Linked DNA regions of Anser cygnoides: region 1 is linked to region 2. A link is a contact called in public Hi-C data. All regions are on one chromosome and are shown on one strand. Each heading gives the region's core, a stretch centred on a gene start, on an enhancer-like site or on the middle of the called end of the contact. The rest is flanking DNA. Distances are from core to core; before and after follow the strand shown.

Region 1 (3,400 bases), core at 860-3,359, 180 kb after region 2:
ACAAGCCACAACTTGCACAAGTGCTGGCTTCATGGTGTAGCCCAGATTTCTCACAGGTTGGGGACAGGCTATGTGAAAGCACAGGATCCAATAACACTTTTAAAGCCAAAAATAATAATAATAATAATTTTGATTTCTTTCCTTAACAAACAGTGGGTCTAGAGCAACTCCTTTGGCCGAGTGAACAGCCCGATGTAGTGGTTGTCTCTGGCTGTACCCCAAAGCTGGCAGCTCGGCTCACTTCCTGACACCCCGGTGGGCTGCCCCTGCTCCAGAGGGACAGGACGGAGCCCGGCCCCTGCTCCGTTAGATCCTGAGCTCCATCCCTTCTGCCAAACCTGGCGTCCCCGGCCTGCAGTGAAGTGGGCTGGCTGTGCTCTTTGTACCTGTGGTCCCCACTGCAGCCCAGCTCTGAAGGTCCGCCTCTGCATCCCATGTCCTGGCTTCTCAATCAGAAAAATCTAGGAAATGGGCAGGGTTCAAGCCTCAGGGCAAAGCCATTGCTGGAGATGTTGGCTGACGGAGGGGAGCATTTACTTCAGATTAGCTGCCCAACAGCGAGAAAACCTATTTCGAACCAGAGACTGGAAACATTTGGGCTAATCCCAGGTGAAAGCTGATTAAAGGCTCGGAGGCGCAGATCTGGAGCGTGTCCTGTCGGTCCGCAGAGCCCCCAGCTGCACCCCAAGGAAACGGGGCTCAGCACCGGGGCACTGGGGCAGCGTCCCCTGGCCACGCAGATGGGGCCAGGACCTCGCTGTGCCTCGAGCTCGGCTCCGTCCCCGGCTGCTCCCGCTGCACCCGTTCGAAGCAGCGTGAGCGGCTTCGTCCTGCGGGCAGGAACTGGCCCAGGGTGAGGAGCCCACTGGTGTCCGGCACTTTTACATCCTCCATCTCCTGCTTTTCCTTTTTGTTCATGCATTATTAAATTCCCCATTGGGGTGATCAAAAAGGAACAAAAAGGAGTTGGCTGCTTAAGCAAGGAGCGACTGTTTAAACTGTGGAGTTTGACGTGTTCTGGGTTACAGCTGAAATTGCCAAAACAGGCAAAAACACTGCTCTGGTCAATGATAAACACAAGGCACAGCACAGCTCTGCGATTCCCAGGGTGCTGTAGGGGCTTTTGTTGCACAAAGTGCATGGAGCTGAACGCTGACCCTTGCTGGGAGGAGGGCAGAGCTTTGTGCTCCTTCCAGGCTGGCGAGCGCGGGCATCGCTGGCCCTTCAGCGAGGGGTCGCCCGAATTGGCGACGTGGCAGTGAGTGTGTTTGCCCTGTCCATATCCAAGCAAAATATTTAGACTTTGGCCACTGCTTTCAGGGTCCTGTAAATCAGTTGCAATTAGGGAAGCGAGCCCCCGTGGGGTTTATGACCTGCGTGGGCAGCCCTGCAGACCGGTGCTGGCCTGTAGGGCTGGGCCCTCCCGGTTTAAACCTTTGCTCTTATCCATCTTGCCCTTGAATTGCTGCAGAAACGCGGCACAACAGCAGCCCCTTGTCCGAGGCTCACAGCTTCCCAAGCACACGACCCTGCAAACAGATGCCGGGTCTTGTGCATTGCAGCTTGCAAAACCACAGTGCTTCCTACAGGTATAAATGCTGAATGCTTCAGCTGTAGCACGCCTGGCACTGCCAAATGCTGCTGTGCCGCTGCTCCAGCTGGGTAAATATTAAGCAGGCTGGAGCTCGACTCCGGGCAGTGCTTCGGCAAACAGCATTCAGTGTAAACACAATGTAATTTCCTTTCCAGAAAAATATTTACTTACCTCTCTGGTCACTCTCGAATTGAAAGCACATTTAAAGCAGGAGTGTAAGGAATTGCTTAGATTGGATTTTTTTATTTTTCTCTAAACTAAAAAGGGGGGAAGCGAGCAGGCTGTGCGAGGAGCAGCTGTGCCCTGCAGCTTTCTAAAGCCCTTGCTCCAGGTGTTTATGCGCTGTCGCACATAAATCACACCTCGGACCATGAGCCCTTGTATCTAATCAGGGGCTCTCAGTGTTTAAAATACTGCAGAGCCCTGGCTGTGCAAACAGCCCCGAGCACCTCCTGCCCCCCGTGTCCACCCACACCAAGCAAAGTCCTGGGCTAGCTCTGCATGCAACCCCTTGTTTGCATACATTTGCATACATCTGAAGGCAGAAGGTGAGGTGGGAGTGATGCTTCTACTTATTGATGCTCAGCCACCTCCCTGGGCCATACACGTGGGGAGCGATTCGGGCACCGGCCGGGCAGGCTGCCGTATCCCCCGGTATTTATGCCCTGCACCAAATCAGAGTTCCCTGTGCCAGGAAGCGCAGCAGCTTTCTGTGCGGTGGTTCAGGGAACACCAAAAGCAAATTCAGCTCCACTGGCAGTCAGCAGTGCTCCCCGCAGCGAGGGAGATGTCCGGTGAGTTAAATATGGTTTTAGGAATTAGTAGTTTTTATGTCTCTTTGGAAAACTAGCTCCGACCAGTCATTTTCTTCCCAATAAATGCAAAAGGTGCCACTAAATCTCATTTTTAAAAAGCCCGGCCCATAACCTGAGGCACCTGGCCACTTCCCCTCGCCCAGCCTGAGCTTGTGTCATGAAATGAGCTCAGAGCACCCAGCCCTGCCCAGGCTGGGGCTGTATGGTATCGTAGCAGCCTGGCTCTGGCCTGCGGGCAGAAGCAGCGCAGGTCTGGATGCGCCCGGAGCCCCGCGCTGGGGACGTGCAGGGCAGCGCGAGCCCTCCTCAGGCTGAGCTGTGCCCCCCGACGTCGCTATTTTTGCCTGGATTAGAGGGAAATTAAAATTAATCCTCAGAGTTCAGGGAGATCTCTGGGGTTTAGCGTTTTTTTCCTGATCGTTCGTTATTTTTAGCAGCCGCTTTTTATTTTTAGCATCTCGCAAGTGCTGCAGGTACTTGAGCTCCCGCCCCACGTCCTCATCACTGCGTGGGCACCGGCGAGCTCAGCAGTCGGCCCCGTCTCCCTCCCTCCCACTGCCCCACTTCGTTAGCTTGAATCCTTGAATCTTTCTGCTGCATCACGTCTTTGCTTCCCGTATTAGCGTTTTAGAGAGAAAAACCCTTCCTGTGAGCAGCGAAGGGCAACTTCTCCTCTCCCACTCCCTTGCTCTGCATGGAGACGCGGCCTACATGGGAAGCAACCCACAAATTTCACACTTGGAGATCAAAGGACTGAAAACGTTTGATCTCCTTACCTTTTTAATTGCTACACCCCCAGCGGCCCGCCCAGGGCACAGGACTGTGCCCCGCAGGCACCCAGCCCGGGCTTCGTGTGTGGCCACGGGGCTTGGCGTCCTTTAAGATCAACCCGTGCAGGTGTCGTTGTTGAACGCAGAGGTTAATATTTAATTAGACACTATTTCTGTCAGATGACAGACACCGTGCATGCTGCCTGATCCTAGAGCCGATC
Region 2 (3,258 bases), core at 631-3,130:
TGTTCTATTGATTGCAATGTAAAAGCCATTATAGGAAATATAATCACACTACTTGCAGTCTCTAGTGTTTATCACAGAGGCCAACAAAAAGGAAACACCATCCTTTTTAAGATGGTACTTGTTTAATCTTCTTTTGCGCAGAGTTACACTGGAAATAAAGATGGTGATGTTGGCCCATGTTCACAATAAACAACTGAAGCAGACTTTGGTTGCACTTCTTTTGGGGAATTTTATGGTGCCTGGCGAGGAGGTTTGGCTAAGCAGGACCCTTGAATTTCCCACCCGTGGCTGTGCCGGCAGTCTGCTTCCCCGCCTGAGCTTGCTCCTGGGTGGCAACAGGACCGCGCGGTGGCCTTGGGCTGGTGGCATCTGCTGCAGCCCTGCTGAGATCAGGAATCTCCTCTTGAGCGCAGCTGTTGAACCAGGCACCCAGTATGGGGTTGTGGGGTGGTAGCAGCAAGCGCCCAGCTCTGCCATGAGGGTCTGTGGGGGTGCCCAGCCGGTCCAATATCCCCAGACCCGAGGATGTTGGTCCTAGAACTCCCCGTGCTTCTTTGTGAGAGATTCTACATAATCTAGTAGAAATGTACGTGGAAAGTTAAGAGAAACTAGTGTTGTCCCTAATGTTTTAGGGCCCTCTAAAAGACGCTCCTATGACATTTAATCCATGTACTGGGTGATAGTGATGTCCTAGCTTTCAGCAGTGGGTATATTTCATGCACCTTAGACTGGAAATCATGGTAATCTACAAATAGGTGATATTTAACGATAATCACTTTCAAAACCCAACTAATGGTTTACCCAGCAAGAGATTCTTTAAGTTGCTTTCCAGGCATCTTCAGTTCATGCTCCCACGCGTTTGGAAATACTGAATCAAATCAGATATTTTGATGTTCCTTCTAAAAAAAGTGTACAAGCTAAAACGAGCTATTTAAATTGCAGATTTACATTTTGTAATGGTTAACATATATGGTGACATTTCAAAACTTCTTACTAATTTATGATTAAAGGATGCTGAGTTTTACAAGTGCAATGGTGATTATGCTTGGAAGTTGCTTTATATAACCATTGAAAAACCTCATTCTTAGTGAGCAGATTACAGGACTATATTCATTCCAGTGCTTTTATTTCAATGAAAGTTTCTAGTAGTACAACAAACTAAGGGGAGATAATTTTGCTAGGAGCCTATTCACACCAAGATTTTTCTGACCCCAAAGCAATTTGCTTAGATCCTACTGCTCCTAGTGAAGCTGTTCACTTCTGCACGGGTATTGACTGAGTAATTAGACCTGTGTTAACAAGTTCTTTTCTTGGTCCTTATGTAACCGCAGTTGAAACTAGTCTGGCTTATCAAGAAGGAACGTGGATAATAAATTCTGTTTGTAATATGTCATTTTTCATTTATAAGGTACTCAAAAACCCTTGACTAACTAAAATCTTTTGGCCATCTTGTGAAATGACTTCTGCCTAACTTTTGGATGTGACGAGCATGTTAGGCTTTGTTCCTTTCTAGCGTTTTTTCAGCGATTCTGCACAAAGCACCCTGCACAGAATAGTTTTGCCCTTAAAATTCCTCCCTGTAATTACCTTTAGCAATGACAGAGTATTTCTCCACCTATCCTTTGAAGAAACGATGGTCTACTCGGCTGTGGCTCTTTCCACAAAACATTTTAAAAAATATTTTTCTTGATGTTGAAATTTTAGCTGGCTTTACCCTATGTGAATAGAAGTTTCAACATCTTGACTGCTCTGTCACTGGAATATGTTCTCATTCATTTTTTTGTTGTCTTGCTAAATTGCTTACATGATCACATTAAGAGCAAAAGCAACAGGGCATGTAGTACACATAATGAGAATTCTTTTTGTTCCTATATTTGATGTCACTCTGAAATAATCCCAGGCTGTTCTGCATCGTATTCTTTCTTGGTGTTGTTTTTCTGTACCAGTTTTTGTTTTTTCCTCATAAGTATTCTCACCAACCAGGAAGGATATGTGAGAAACGAGATGAAATGGAATTAACGCTTTAAAACATTAGATGTTCTTTGAACCATGCTGCAAGACTGTCTTATGCAACGCAATGCAACCATGATTACGTAACGCAAATGGTTATAAAAATAAATGTGTCCTGAACAACGCGTGTCCGTGACATGTCAGTAACCTGTGACATGCCGTGAGACTGTAAGTGGTCACTGCTGCGCATCGGCAGGTAGTTCCTCGTCTCTGAGTTAGCTGAAATCAACTGCCAACCAAATATTTGAGATTTTTGTTGTTATAATATATTTAGCGATTAGATGAAATGAATGCAGATTGTAGGCTTGTTTTACAGAAACATTTCTGCTGTGCCTTTGTACTTCATTAGGGAGAAACAACATCACCCACGTCTAATAAAGCATTTTATAAAGAAGTAATCATGAGTCTCGTAAATTAGAACTGCAAGGGAAATAGATGCCCTTGGGTACTTCAGTAATTAATACAGAAGTTAAACGAGTTAACTAGATTGCAGGATTACTTCAGTTTATGTTTATATTGGATGGAAAACAGCTAAAGGCAACTAATGATTGAGTAACTGAACCAGCATTTTAAGCTCTAGTACTGCTCACCAGGTCTGGATCCTGCACGCAATCAGTTGAGAAGTTTTATGTTCATTGTGGTAGAGCAGGATGGAAAAGTTGACTGCTAAACTTTGATCATGGCAGAAATGTACTTGGATGCAGGCAAGTCTGAATTGTGAAATATTTGCACTTTCTTGTAGCTGAAATTACAATAAAAGGAATATTGGATTAATTGGGTAAAACTGTGGGTAGCTTCTTGAAGTTCATTTTCTCAGAGGATATGATTTTTAAGTTATTTTTGCTGATCTTTTATGATCCTGTAAGGTCTGTTAAGCTTTTTTTTTTGGGTTTAGTTTCTTTTGTTCTTCGCTTACAATAAAGAATTTGAGTACTTTCTCTCATTTGAGAATATATTTTTTTTATATGCTCTGTACTTCCATCCTGTTGTAACTAAAAATAGAAGCAGTGTATAAAAATAGGACTTGGCATTTTAACTTCTTGGAACTGTTTCTAGGGCTGTTCCTTTCACCTCAGGCTATGACCTTCTTACGGAGGTTCAAAAATCTGAAATGAGTGTGGTAAGTTATTTCCTATTAGTGTTATGAAAAAATCCACTCCGTGCATTATATTAATTAGCTTTTAGAATAATTCATTTACTTTCAATCCTAACTTGAAATTATAGAGGGCCCAGCCCCATACCCTGTAT

The links. A called contact is a pair of places that touch in the nucleus more often than the background predicts.
Region 1: a Hi-C map of liver shows a contact between it and region 2, with 8 times the contacts expected there. The contact joins two enhancer-like sites. A contact is called at or near these places in 2 of 7 Hi-C or Micro-C datasets (both in liver).

What each region holds. Positions count from the first base shown.
Region 1 is chr18:9,770,607-9,774,006 of Taihu_goose_T2T_genome, forward strand. No RefSeq gene overlaps it. Among named protein-coding and RNA genes, the nearest start is that of DHX40, 11 kb to the right of the region's middle. Within about 2 kb of position 2,110, at least 2 of the 3 cell types and tissues checked have open chromatin away from gene starts, as enhancers often do. A contact at or near this core is called in liver, where this site is marked.
Region 2 is chr18:9,592,916-9,596,173 of Taihu_goose_T2T_genome, forward strand. All of the region lies in intron 1 of PPM1E (protein phosphatase, Mg2+/Mn2+ dependent 1E), which reads left to right. Among named protein-coding and RNA genes, the nearest start is that of PPM1E, 6.5 kb to the left of the region's middle. Within about 2 kb of position 1,881, at least 1 of the 3 cell types and tissues checked has open chromatin away from gene starts, as enhancers often do. A contact at or near this core is called in liver, where this site is marked.